Regions from separate parts of the Anser cygnoides genome. Here region 2 is linked to region 1. A link is a contact called in public Hi-C data. All regions are on one chromosome and are shown on one strand. Each heading gives the region's core, a stretch centred on a gene start, on an enhancer-like site or on the middle of the called end of the contact. The rest is flanking DNA. Distances are from core to core; before and after follow the strand shown.

Region 1 (6,667 bases), core at 93-2,592:
GCATCTGAATTCCAAACTGTTAAAATTTATTATACCTCGGGAAGTCATGTGGATTAAATGTGAAGAAATATATTTTTATATGTAATCTTTTCTCTTCCCCTGCAGTGATACTGTGTAGTAAGAGCACACCAATTTCATTGCTGGAGACCAAGCCTTTGCCTCTTGTTATGTTTTCAGAGGAGCACATGCAATGTCAGACTTACGGTCTGGACACCATTATCAGAAGTTAGTCTGTACATGTTGTCCCCCCTGGACTCCTTTAACCCCTCTTTGGATAATTCATTAGAGTTCCTTCACATAAATAGTAAATACTTCGCCAGTGCTAGGTTGCCCTACAGGTAATTTTCATACACGGTGGAGCATATGAAATAGCTAAACCAGGTATTTCATGGACCTGAAGAGAAACAGAAGATTGAAATTTGTTCTGTATTTAGAAAAACTAAGCACTGTAATTCAGAAGTTCAGGTTCAGGATAGTGACCCTGGCTGCTCTGATTCTTGGCTTTTGAGGTAAAAGGCTGGTTTGTGTCTTTTGATCTTTGAGGTTTCTGGTTTTATACAGCTATGAGAACATCCCACAGATGCTGTCTTTGTTTTACGGTGAGCAAGACCATTTTTAATTCCAAATTGTCTCCTTGTCTACTACAGAGAGCAGCGTAACAAAACTGTTCTTACCTCAGGAATTCACTATCCTTTTCATTTTATCTGAACAACTTCTTGATGAAGGAATCTTCCAGCCTTTCTGTAATAGTATTTTATGTCTGAACAGTTGAAAGTGTAAAGATGAATGCTAACAGCCAACAGCTGACTCGCGTCCAGGCTTTAAAGATCATTGTGGAGAGACAGGATTCAGTAGCTCAAAGGTCTTTGTGCAACAGGGTAGCTTTTAGACCATGTTTTGTTTGTCTTGGCGTCCTGACTTTTTTTCCAGTCGATACAGTTCGGTTCAGTCCTTCTAAAACATGTAGCTTCATAAACGGATGTGAAGCCTAAAATCCTGGGTTCACACTGTTTCCTCGTTTGCGAGGAATGTGGAGATGTCCCAGTTTATGGTCGGTTGGTCCATCCCTCAGTAAGGAAGCCTGTGTCTCGGGACTGGACAGCCCCACGACTGGAAACCCTTCGGCTCTGCCTGGCCGAGGTCTGTTGTGACAGATACGGCATTTGTAACCACGGAGCGCGTTTTGGCTGCGAGCACGTGGGGCTGAGGGAGTGGAATTTCTTACTCCTGTCCTTGATGGCAGGATCATGTGAAATGAACTGGCATTTCTAGCCTATTTTTAAAATGATTTTGTTCATGTGGTGATAGATAGAACCGCCCCCATGTCCTTTCTTTCTCTCCGCTCTCTTGGCCCACCTTTCAAACCACAAGAATTTGCTTCTTCTTTCACCCTCCTGTGGAGGTGACCTTCCCTTTGCACGTACCTTTTCCAGGGAGGGGTAACAAATCCCAGCCCTTGCTGCTGACCCTCCCAGGCTGTGTTCTGGCTGGGCAGCAGGTTCCTGTGCCCCTTCCCGAGTTTCTCCACAGGGTGGTTTTGAATCCCCCCTAAACCCAGACAGCCGTCACCCTGCGCGTGTGTGCAGCCGGGCCGTTTGCTCCCAGTGCCAAGGCCCCCTTCCCATCCACACCGTCTGAAGGTGCATGCCCTCTGCAGTGGCAGAAGCAGACCAGTCCCTACAGATGTTCGTAGCAAGTAACGAAAGGCCGAGGAACACAACTATATCCACGCAGAGACGGCTGGACCGGATGTTTTAAAGTCTGTCAGGGGGAGACCCCTTTGTTCATACAGCGTGCTCAGGCTCCTTCAGCAGCCTTGCTGAGCAATACACGGCTCCTGGCCCCTTCCGAGGCCCCGCATGGGGCTCTGTCTAAAACACCGTGGAGCTTGTCCCAGGCTCCAGCGGGGCTCTGGGAGGCAGGTCCCACAGCTGGGCTCTGCCTGAAGGGCTCCGGGACCTCCGCTAGCTGTGTGAGTGCGCGTGGGGCACCTTCCTGGACCTCTACGCTTTAGGAATGTAACTGTGGGTTTGAAAACAGGCGAACTTCTAGTAATTGGAGTTCTTTAAAACATGTAGCCCATGTGAGTGTGTTCAGTCCTGGCATTCCTCTTCCCCTCCCTCCCCTCTGCCGCCCAAAAATTCTTCTGAAACTCCTGTCTGGGTGCAGTGGGGTTGAAAGCCGAGGTGGTGCTGAGCGCGCTCTCCCATATACCCAAGGGAGTACGGTGGGGTAAGGCGGTGTCGGTACGGCAGGCAGGCACCCTGCCCGGGCATCCCTCCTGGGTGACGCCGTGTGTCTGTACCTGCTCCAGCAGCGTGCCACGAGCTGTGTGCGTGTCGAAGGACTGCAACTGCGATACACGACCTTTCTTTTCCTCTCGAAACCTCTCTCTTGGTTGTTTCCCATTATCTTCAGCGAAGTTTCGCTGTGCTCAAGTTTTACGTTCAGGCAAATCTGTCATCGGTCGTTAAAATGTTTGGTTGGTTTTAAAACAAGGCTCCCTCCTGTTCAGAAGCACACCGTCCCATTTACGCGAACATGCCTAGCCATGTTCCTGAGCTTTGCTCATGTTCTTCTAAATGAAAATGTCACACTTCCTTTTCCAGCAAACTTGTGAAACTGGTTGAACTAGCCTGACACAGCAGCGTAATGCTGCACTCGCTGCTTCTTTAGCTTTGTAGACAAAATGCAACCCTAACAATGCCCGTGTCTGGCTCGGGGTAGATTAAAGCGTGTGCTTTCTTGTAGGATAAATGATGTGGAAATCTAACTCACCTTGATGTGTCCTTTCTGTCTTTCTCTCTTTTCCTCCCTCCCTCTTCTCTTTTTCCGCTGCCCCTATCTCTTTTGAAAATAGTGGAGAAAAGTTCAAAGAGATGAGGCTTGCCCTTCCGCCGTGTGGCGTGAATGAGGAGTGATAGCTGGGGGAATGGCGAGAGGAAAACACAGCCCAGCTACTGAGGCTGAGATGGCGGCTTGCTCCTCTCCGGGTTTTTAAGCCCGCAGAAGATGGGAGGAGATAGCCCATTTGAGGAGGGGGGAAATCCTACTATGGGTCACTTGAGACCCGGTGCACTTTGAAGTAGCTTGGGATCTTCAGCTTTGTGACATTCTTACTAACGCTATTTACACAATATTCCTTTTTGACTGCTTAACCCAGGAAGGTGGAGGTCAGAGAAGCAATTATCATTGGCAGCCCCCTCATTTCCCATTTATGTGACGGAACGGAGCAATTCCTGGGTTTCCAAAGCTAACGCTAAACCATTTCCAGCAATGTATATTGAATTTCTTCATAGTCTGCCTGTTGTCTTCCACTCTCTCCAATGTACTTATTAAATGTACGCTTCTGTTCCCCTTTGTCCTCCCCCACCCAGCAATGCATACCTCACATGCACGTTTAACGCGGCAGTAAGCTGGAAACGAGTATTAATGCTGCCATGGTAAACTGAGCTAAGATGTCCCTCCTAATTGCCAGTATCTTTTGTAAATTTAAATATCCGAGAATGTCAAAAGTTGCTTACTTAGCTGTAGTGCTCAGAAGCATAGAGATTAATGTTTGCCGTATTAGAAAAACGGGGGAAGGGAGGGAGTAAAAGAGTTGTGCAGTTCTAAGGACAGAATCCAGAACAAGTTTCACAAAACAGCACTAACTTCTTGCATGTGGTGATCAAAATGGCAGTGGCACAACTTACTTTTAATGGCCCAATTTGCAAACTGAAGAATGACCATGAAAAATATCTTTTAGGATTTTGAGGCCGATGTAGATACCTTCCTCGTGTAGATTAAAGAAAAAAAAAAAAAGGCAGACTTTTGGCTAGTGCCAGGCTGTTTAAAAGGCAAAGCAAACCAAAAAAGGTGGGTAGATAGGAAGCGTATTGAATGGCAAAAATGGTACGTTCGTGTATTTGAAGTATGTGCAAAAATATACTCTATCCCCTCCTCTCCTTTATTTTCACTTCAGGGTAACAGTAAATAAGAAAATATACCAAGATTTCAATCCTGTGTTTTAGTTTATTAAAATTTATAGAAGCTAAATACTGTTTCTTGCTGTTTGTTTCATGTTCCCAGGGCTGGTTTGTTTATCCCCAGGAAGAGGTGGGAGTGTCTCTTGGGATGCTAGCCTCACAGTCTGAGTCTGGGAACAAATTCATCTAACACAGCACTCCTAAATTAAAAGAAGAGTTACTGGTTGGTGGTTATGGAAATCTGTTTAGGTGAAGATATACCGCAGAATCTAAATTTAATTTGGAAATTATTATGGGCAGGCGTGATAGCACCTAATATTCAGGGTGTCTGACATTTCCTATTGTAAGAGCCTGTTTTTAAGTTGCTTACAGATCATTTTTTTTAAATGTTGAAAATTTCACAAAAAACAGCTCAGCTTTTTCTTTAAAAGGAGTTTTAAGAAAAATGTGTTTAGACTTAATTGAAAAAAAAACAAACGCAACTTCTCCTCTTTAAAACAGATCTTGCAGCGCCATTGTTTTTTAGCAAAAGCATAAAAAACCAACTGCGTCTGTGGTCAGTGTGCAGGGTAGATCACTTACCATTGCCACGAATTTGCCCACGTTACCCACATCTGGAAGATCTGAGCTCGTGCGGACGCCTGCTCACCCTAGGAGTGCTGCTAAATTCCTCCAAGAGCCTTTCAGCATCCCCTTCTCCCATGCCAGCAGCCATGGGCTGCGCCTGGTGACCTAGTTTTAGGGACCTAGTGTAATGTTCTAACACCCAGGGTTGTGGGGGGGTGGGGGGGGTGTTAAAAATACCCGACCTTGGAAAAACATGGAGTACCTTCGCTGTATGAGCATCTGGAAGAACGCGGCCTGTATTTCATGAAGTACGTGTTGAACGCCCATGGTCTCCAGTGTTCATGTTCTAATCAGTCACGATACGTCTTGAGATTTGCATGTTTTTTCAGAGGGAAGAATTCAGAGAAATAAGCCGACTGCAATCTGAAGCAAATATATCTGAAATTTTCCCTTATGAGATCTACAGGTCATTTGTATGTCCCAAGATTTTAGTTTGGGCTGGCTGTTTCTGTGAAGGTGCCTTTAAACTGATGTAAAGGCTTGAGTTACAATGAACGTGGTTACCAAAAGCCTTCCTGCAGGTGGGAAGGCTGTGTTAAACGTGATTATTAGACTTATTGGTACTGTTTTCCAAGCTAGTTATGAACCTTACTTTAATACCGTGCTCTTCCAGCTTTCACTATGACTTTGGCACATAAAGAAGCCTTTTGTAAAAAAGGTAGGGTTTCATACAGGCCTTTTTCCTTGCTTCCGAATGTTAATATAGCTCTTTTCACTGCTTAATACAAATTTTAAATATCTGAAATATTCCACTGATAGGCTGTTAGTCACAGTGGGAGCCAAGATAATCTGTGCTCCTGAAAGGCCATTGAAGCAAATACTTCTATCAGGAATGAGTTTGGGCTCAAGGGTTAACTGCTGCCTCTGTTAACACCTGTTATATAGAGCAAAGGGAGAAAACTTGATCAGCTTTGACTACGGCCTTTTATACAGCAAAAATCTCTCTGCCTTTTTACAGATTTATATATATATATATATATTTTACCTTTAAAGTACCTGACTTTAAAGGGGATATCCAAATGTCTCTCTGTGGAGACTTAAAACAGCCTTTGTGGAAGTATTTTGAGCAGTGTTAATAACAATGGTTTCTGGCAATTGCAAAATGGGATCTGACCAATTTTAGTAAAATAGTGGCACTGAACCCACAGAGCTTGCTTTTGAAATGGTGTTTCAGTTTGAACTGAGTTAAAGTGATGTTTTAAGAAACAGTTCTGCACCTTGCTGTAAATGATAGACAGCTGCTAGAGGAGGTAATGATCTATCTTCATGTTTGATGCCTTCTTTTATCAGTCCAAGGCTTTTCACTGAGTCAGATCTATTGATTAGCATTAGTTTACTTCCCAGGAAGCCTGCTTTGCATTGAAATGTCGTGGGCTTGGGATACTAAATGCACGCCAAGCAAGAGCTTGAACTCAGTCTAATGCTGCCTGGTAAATTACATGTTTGCTGAGAGTTTAGCAAGGGTAATAGCTTTGTAACCCCCAAAATGTTAAATGGGGTCATTTTTATCTCCCGTGAACAAATATTGGGGGAGAAAATAATGGGGTCATATAGAAGGTATCCTATGCTTCCCTCTGCTTTATGGAGTATACTTTGTGGAGTTGTGGTGGGACTGGATCTCTAGAAAGTTTGGGGTAAAATCTCTGCTTCACAGCAACGGGTGTGTGTGTGTGTGTGTTCAAAAGAATGAAAATGGAAGAGTGGGAGGAGAAAGGCGATCTAAATCATCACTAGTAATGAAATTAAGCTACCTCTTCAAAAACAAAAAGAAGTTTTTAAAATGAAAGACCACAGAGACAACGTGGGGAGACAGAAATTTGGTTGGATGCAATGTTTTAATCTAAAATACTAGGGGGCTTGCTTTGTTTTTCCTGTTGTGCTTGCAGGGTTCCAGGTGCAACGCTCTAAATATATATGGTCACTTTGAAAGCAGAAGCTTAAATATAATGCTGCTCAGTAATTATGTTAACTGCATTGATGGAGGTTAGCAGAAAGCTAATTGTAACCTTGGGGAGGAGGAAAATAATCTGGATATAGCGAACAGGATTTTTAACAACACATTATTTTACGTT
Region 2 (7,583 bases), core at 3,593-6,092, 89 kb after region 1:
ACAAGGTTGTTTTCACTCTGTTAAGCGTCAGCTGCACTGTAGTTCTTACTATTACAATTATATCGATGTCTCCTTACACAAAGGAGCCTGAATACAGCTGGAGTTACAGTTTTCGGGAAGAAATCCATGTGTGGATTCTCTCACTTAGGAATGGTACTGTCAGTCACCTTGATTTATGCTGACCAGTGGTGAGCACCCTCCTCTGATTAACAGTCCCGCAGGTTCTTACATGAGGCAGTGGATGTGTGCCGTTCAGCGACCAGCTCCGCTCTCTTCAGACCAGGGGGTCTTCCCTTCCTATCGTGGACAGAATTACGATAGCACTCCAGGCAAAAAAAAAAGGAGCAAAAGGGGAATGGGGTGCCCTGAGAGGGCTGTACCAGGACTTCTTGCCTCAGTGTGCATGTTAATCAATGTGTGCTGGATAGGCTAATGAAGTAAGTAGTGAGAGAGAGAATAAAAAATGAGTAATGGTTCATCTGTCTTAAAGTCTTAAAGGACATTTTAAAGCAAAAATCGGAATAGGAACAATGCTTTATTTCATGCTGTATCAAAGGAGAAGCCTTATAATGGTCATGTTTCCAGAAATGGTTGCAGCAAGACAAGCCGATTAGACTGATCTTGCTTTAAACGAGAATTTGGAAAAATCTTTTGCTTGGCATGGAGCTGTTCCACATGCTTGCTTCATTGACCACAGCTACGGGTACATTATACAGCATGGACCCTTCTCAAACATTGAGGGAGAGAAGACTACCATATGAAAGTGAATTTGCAATGCTGTATTGTTTGTTGAAGCATTACAGATACCTTAACAGAGTTACAAAACAAGAATGAGGGTTATATCCTTTTAAAATGGCCGTGGTCCCCCTGTCTAGAAAGATTATTTTAATACATCTATCAATATTTCCCCCTTGGCTTCTCCGGAGGCAAAAACCTTGCAACAGCTTGTTGCAAGGAGGATGCATGCTGTTCATTGGCATCGAGACCAGAAAAAAACACAAGACACAAAATGCCATTGACGTAGCTATGTTCTTAATCACTACTAGTGCACAAAACATCTATTCAGCAGTTTTGCAAATCTAGAATGCTTACGAATGAAATACACGAATGTTTCACATAACAATCATTTAAAACCCTTTCTTTTGAAGGGTTTGAACAATACATAGAGTTTTTCTTTATTTTAAGAGGAAAAACAGGTAAGCTTTAAGCACTCTGTCTGGAGGCATTGATTCTAGGATACGGAGCATCTAACCTGTGTTACCTATTAGAATTCAGCCTGGGTCACGGCTGATTAACAACCTGTTGGCTCAGGGCATCATGAAATAAGCAAATAGTCTCAGTCTGTTTTCCTGAGGAGAGCCCGTGCTACAGAAGGCACTGGCAAAGCTGCTCTCTTCCTTGCAAGCTGGTCGGAGAGATCAGGGAGGTGTCCTTCTCTGCAGAGGTGGTCTTCCCAGAACAGGTGCAGGAAATGAAATGAGACAGAGACACGCTGTTCAAGTTCCTCCTGTTGTATTTTCTTTACAATAGAGGGTTTCATATTCCAGAGCCATCAACCTGCTGTTTTTCATCATCACTGAGTTAAGCTTCGGATAGAAAAAAACAAGAAACAAACCAAAAATATCACCAAACCCAGCATGCCCTGGGTGGTGGTTTTCAGTGGCAGTTTTTATTTTTCAGCTTGTAGTGTTTTCACTTGCTTAATATCTGGTTTGTCACCATTTACATTTCACAGCCAGGCAGTGCAGTTTGGGCTTTTAATTGCAGTGTGAGATGAGACAGTGGTGATGACTGCTTCTGCCCCATCAGCTGGCCATCCTGCAGGGGCCACCGAGCACAGCACAGAGGCTGATCCAGCACCCTACAAGCCCTTCACGTAAACCAGCACCCTACAAACCCTTCGTGTCAACCTGCCCCAGACAGACAAATCCACACACCTCCCCCTGGCCGTGCTTTGTCCCGTTCATTATTTGTCTCCCCGGACTCCTGCCAGGCCTGTTTTCGCCATCCTGGCCATTGCAAAACGTCTGGGGCAGCAGCTGATGAGCGTGCCCTGGCAGCGTGCGTGCAGCAGGCCGCTTCTTGAAGCTCCGTGACTCACCGCTAGCCCTGCGCTGGTACGAATCCACCTGGAGTAAGGCGACTGTCGAAATCCAATTAAAATCTTTGCATAATTATGCATGTGCTCTGGTTCACATGGCAAAATTCAAATAGACTTACCAGAGCCGCCAAGATTTGACAGATATGTTTGTATACTTTAAGGCTGTCATTGAACTATTACTGTTTACATTTAATCATTGACCCGTTCATTTATTTCTTTTTTTGTGAAGCCCACTTGTGGTTTTTTTCCAGAAATTTAAGATAGAGTATATTTGTTTTTGAAAGTTTGATTTTTTTTCCTGTCATTCTTATTTGCCTACACAAACACAGATCCTCTTTGCTTCTTTTTCTGTGTTGCAAATAGAGCATTAATTTGTGTATTATCATTAATTAAAAGGTTGTCTTTCACTCCCTCCTCCTTTGCAATATTAAGCAGTGATTGATCGGTGAATGGGAAGTCTCTCATGTTCCCGCTGGAAGTTTTTCGTTGATGTTGAAAGATGGCTGTTATACCCAGGTAAAATGCAGCATGAAAGTAGTAAGTGGCTTGTTTCTGTGATGGGGTGGGCTGTTAGTTTTTCAGGGTTAATGTGGACTGTGTATCACTGCCATTAGAGATATTTAAAGCGTCCTTCGTACTTCATGGTTAGTGTCAGAACTGACTAGACAGGTACGTGTTACATCCCTCCTTAGAAGAAGGAACCTGAATAATTGCAAAGGTGGCTCGAATTAATTCTAGCTCAGCTAGAAAACAGGCATTTAGCCTCAAAAAGAGAACATTTCTACTACCTCCAGATAACATTTTTAAAACAAAATAATGAAAAGCAAGGTATTCTCTCTCCTCCTGAGGGACCGAGCTTATGCAGGTTGAACTGTTGAAGGCTTCGGACGGCTCTTTGGCAGGTTTGCTCCGTAGGTAGGTACGGAGTTGGAATTGCCAAGTGGGTTTTCAGAAAGTAAACAGGAGAGAGCAACTGGCTCTGACAGCGAGCTTTGCTGTTTGCTCCCCATCCCCAGATAACAGTGGACTCAAATTATTGTGATGTGTTGATTGATTACAGCCGTTAAGTTTCTTAGTAATCAGTTTCATCACTTATTCTCAATTCACGCTTGCACCTTTGATTTTTCTTCCACAACAGGGTGATGCGGGTTGTCGTTGACTAATGAAGAACAGAATTGGTTTCGGCATGAGACAAACGGAATGCCGACACCAATCCCAAAATGCATTAATCTTTAATAATCCACATCTGCATGTTTATAAATGATATAACCAGGGGTTGCTAACATTGATCCTCCCCCTTCCAAACAGCAAGTGACACGGGAGCGGTGTCGGCGGGCGGCAGGCGGGGCGAGCGGCTGCGTGCCGCCCGCGCGACCTTGCGGAGGGAGTGACCCGGAGGAAAGTTCCCAGCTGATGAAAAACGCGTGGGGAACCGCTCTGCTTCTGCACCAGGCTGAGGAGCTTATCGCTGTTGGGCAAGATGAAATATGGCATGATAGATCTTGTCTTCAGGAAGATCAGACCCACCAAGTGTTTGTTGGAGGCTGGGTTGCCTCCAGGTGCTTTCAGCCTTTTTGCATGCAACTCGCCATTTCCCCCTCTTCCCTGAGAACTGTGCCGGCTGTGCAACGTGCATTTTAATGCAATAAGAGAAACTACAGATCGTCTAAGAAGGGTTTGTTCCTTTTGAGGATAGGATTAATGAGAGCGCACGCATTTTACTACTTAAATGCCTATTAATCACAGGCGATGGAGTAGTGCAAGAAGTAGCAGGCAGGACAGGCAAAATAGTTCGTTGCCACATATCAGCTCTGCTCCACTTTCCACCTACCTGCCCAAACTTGAGAGGCTCAGAAGCAGGGAGGAGTGAAACTCCACCAGAGCTAACGCCACCTGATGATTAATATTGATTCGGAACAATTCCTACATGGAGACGGATCAAAGAAAAAAGAAATACGGATTAAAAAATGCAATTTTATTTCATGTTTACCATTTCTTTGGCATCTTGGATGATTTTACACCGGAAATATTATAAATGAAAGCTGATACATGGTTTTGTTAAAATTTGGCAATAATAAAATCAGGACTGAAGGTTTCTGTTAGGTGGCAGATACTGGAAGTTTCTTGTGCTTCTCAGGCTCTTAAAACTGGTAGACACAACGAGGAACAGTTTAGAGAAAAACTTTCCTTGTAGTAATAAATGAAGCCTAGAGAATGGGCATGGATAATGAAAAATTCTTTCTTTTGGAACTTGGATTTACTTCCTAAATGGAATCCTTGTGCTTTAAGTTTCAGGTGTGCGACAGGGTAGGTTTCGATTCTGGGAGGAAGAAATGAGCAAAATATAATGAGGAAATACTGCCCTCTCCTTTGTTAAGAGCTTTTAGTTATTTAGCACTTGCATCAATAGCAGTTTTATATTCTGGTTAACTGACATTTTATAAAGAAGTTGAGAATGTTTTTCCTCTAGCTGAAGCATATGCTTTCTGCATTAACAAACATGTAATGTCACGTCCCAAGTAATTACGAATGACTAAATCCATGCAGCCTTTCAGTCTAAACGCGAGCAAAGCTATCATTTTTATGAAAGGCTTAAAGGGACAGCGTAAGAAATACGGTGCGGTTCCAGGGCTTGGATCAGTCACTGAAGAACACAGACGCTTCTCTCGCTGTTTTACACCGATTTCAGAAAATACAGCTTAGAAAATCTAAAGGCAATTCAAAGGCACTGTGGAGGTGTGAGAGAATGCGCTGGCTGGGCGAGCTGCTGCCGCAGCCTCTCCAGCCCCCTCTCATCCCAATTTGCACCGTTGCTTTGGAGGGATGCGGTGGCACAGAGTGCAAAACATGTGGCGGGGCGGTTAAATGAGACTTTAGAAAAGAAAAAAAAAAATGAAGTCAGTGGCTGAGCTTTGAAGAGGTCTGTCTAGTGCGGAGCAGTGAGCGAGTGGGGAAAAAAGGAGCAAGCGCCTCATCTAATCTTTCTCCTGGGGACCCAGGTGGACAAATTGGCAACCCTGTTCACAGCCCTCCCCCCCTTCTCCTTTGTACCGTAAGAACCGCTAATCGGATCCATGCTGCTGCAACTGTGGTTAGTTATTAACAGAATAAAAGCAGATTTCTTCAAAAGAACGGGTTGGGGAAAACGGCTATACAAAATTGCAAGGTTGTTAGAATCTTAAATGCACAGCGGTCGATTTTTTCCTATTCTGAATTATACGCTGAATACAGTCTTTCATCTGTCACTGTGCCCGTTTCTTCAGAAGGCAGCCAAACATTAAGCTTCTCAAACAAAAAAAAAAGCGTTTGAAAGAGGAAAAATATTGGGGAGGAGGAAGAATAGGAAAATGAGGAGGAGAAATCAGGTTTTGTTTTTATTAATTTGGCCTGGTGAGAGAAATACGAGCTTGCCGCTTCTATTCAGCTCCTGCGTGCCAGCCTCCGTGAGCCACCATTTCTGAATGCAGGGATTAGAGAAGATTTAACTGGTTGCTATCCTGGGCTGCGCGAGTCTGGATTGGCCTCCAGCAGAAATAGCGTGTGCTGTGAACTCTCCCGAGCTTCATGGAAATAACGCATTAAATGAGCGCGGAGTTAGGCAGAGGTGGGAGTCGAAAGAATTTGATCCCCCGAAATGAAACTTCTCATAACTGTAAAGCGAAATTACAGGGCTAGAAGGGGTGTTATTGAGGATAGGGAAGCAGTGATCCCTAGGTTTAGGCTGACTTACGCCTTCGCTTATATAAATAAATAAATGACGTGCCCTTAATTTTGAGGGGCTCTAGTGCCTTCCTGGTTTGCAGCAGGATTTCGAAATTTGCTGGAGAGGAATAATAGTTGTCAAGCAGACAGGTGCTCTCTGTGGCCTGCTGAAAATCCATTCGTATTTGGATGAGTCGCAGCCTTTCGAAATTTTCTATTGACAGCTGACTTCGGGCTTCTTGCCAAAATCTCAGGAAAAAAATAAAAAAAAATCGGTGATGCTGCTGCGGTGCTTCACTTCGGTCCAAACACCGAGGTGGCTGCTGGATGGGGTGTAGATGAAACAGGGCCTCCTGCCGCGGCTGTGCTGCTCCCTTTCCTTCCCAAGCAAAGAAAGCTTTTGCCTGCGGGGCAATATTTGCTTTCCTGCAACTTGACACTCAGCCCATTGTCAGTTTAGGTGGTACTAGCAATTATTTCACTTTATACTTCTGAGTATTTCTTAATAGTCTTCATACCTTACTCAGGGGTTATACAACCTGGGAATAAAACATGGACGGCCAATTTGGCAGATACCAGCTTCAGCCACATAATTCTCTCCCCTCCCCCCTTTTTTTTTTTAACAAGAAAATGGCCTATAATACAATGAATTATTCTGTAGCGAGGGTGACATTTGGATGGTGTTCCATAAGTAATACCTTGGGACCACACGCTGAATAATGAGGATGAAACAAGATACTGAATAGCTACCTCGTCCTGTCAGTGTCATCTTTGTTTTAGAATTGAATGTTATATCATGTCAAACAAGTAGCTCCTGGTCATGAAATAAAGATGTTTATGCTGTTGCATGTGTGTGAAGAAAAGTCAAGAGTTAAGGTTCTGTGGGACACCGTAACTCAGTGTTGCATATTTTTTAACACAGATTTTAGAGTGATTTAGCCCTTGAGTTATGGTTACCTGTATGGAACTTGATCAGAACCTAGTCCTTGATACGTTGAATATAATACAAACACGAAGAACATGTAGTGTAACCTTTAAGGATTAGCAGTCAGAATTACGTACTTTGAGAATATTTTTACCTTTTGATGATTTTAAATGTCTTGTGAGCGATACTCATGTATGTTGGTGAATCTGGTGTCTTTGGAGAATGATGCGTTTGTTTTAAGAGGCGATATGGAAAATCGGGGCCAGGCCCAACAATATTTTCGATAACTTTGCAATGTGGAACATCCCTAAATTTGGCTGAAGTTGACAATCTCCACGCTTGCAGCCGCTTTGCGCTGCTGCAGTGGAACAAATCGGCCGCTTGCGGTCTCACCTTCAGGCAGGCACGCAGCCACCGGCCAAAACCACCCCAAGGCTGGAGGGCTCCAGGCTCCTATGGAGCTCCCAGGTCACAGAGGTGGAAACTGGCTGAGTGAGAAGGCAGCAGCGGATTGCCAGCACTGCTGTCACTAGCAAGGGGTTGTTAGCTGCTGCACGGTGCTGAGCGGAGCCAGCAGGCTTGGTTCGAGCACAGGTGCCTGCATTTCCCTCCCGGGTGGTGCAGCGGGGCCCTGGCTGTGTGAATAGCCAAGATATGGTCTGAAAATCTGAAAAGGTGTTCATGCTGCTGACCTTTTAAAGTATCTGTTACGATGTGGATACAAGGAAGACTTTAATATTTCGTGCGTCTTAATTTGAGGAAACGCAGGCAACACTTGGTTTTTGTTCAGATGAGTACGTCACTTTAAAAATACTGATGATACAACAGGAAGCTTGGTTACAATGCATAAATTAA

What was found. Hi-C and Micro-C count contacts between places; a contact is called where the count stands out from the background.
Region 2: a contact with region 1 is called in a Hi-C map of liver, with 4 times the contacts expected there. The contact joins two enhancer-like sites. A contact is called at or near these places in 2 of 7 Hi-C or Micro-C datasets (both in liver).

Annotation. Positions count from the first base shown.
Region 1 is chr3:56,546,204-56,552,870 of Taihu_goose_T2T_genome, forward strand. The region is part of intron 5 of ARID1B (AT-rich interaction domain 1B); the gene reads left to right. Among named protein-coding and RNA genes, the nearest start is that of ARID1B, 150 kb to the left of the region's middle. Within about 2 kb of position 1,343, at least 2 of the 3 cell types and tissues checked have open chromatin away from gene starts, as enhancers often do. A contact at or near this core is called in liver, where this site is marked.
Region 2 is chr3:56,631,524-56,639,106 of Taihu_goose_T2T_genome, forward strand. All of the region lies in intron 7 of ARID1B (AT-rich interaction domain 1B), which reads left to right. Among named protein-coding and RNA genes, the nearest start is that of TMEM242, 170 kb to the right of the region's middle. Within about 2 kb of position 4,843, at least 2 of the 3 cell types and tissues checked have open chromatin away from gene starts, as enhancers often do. A contact at or near this core is called in liver, where this site is marked.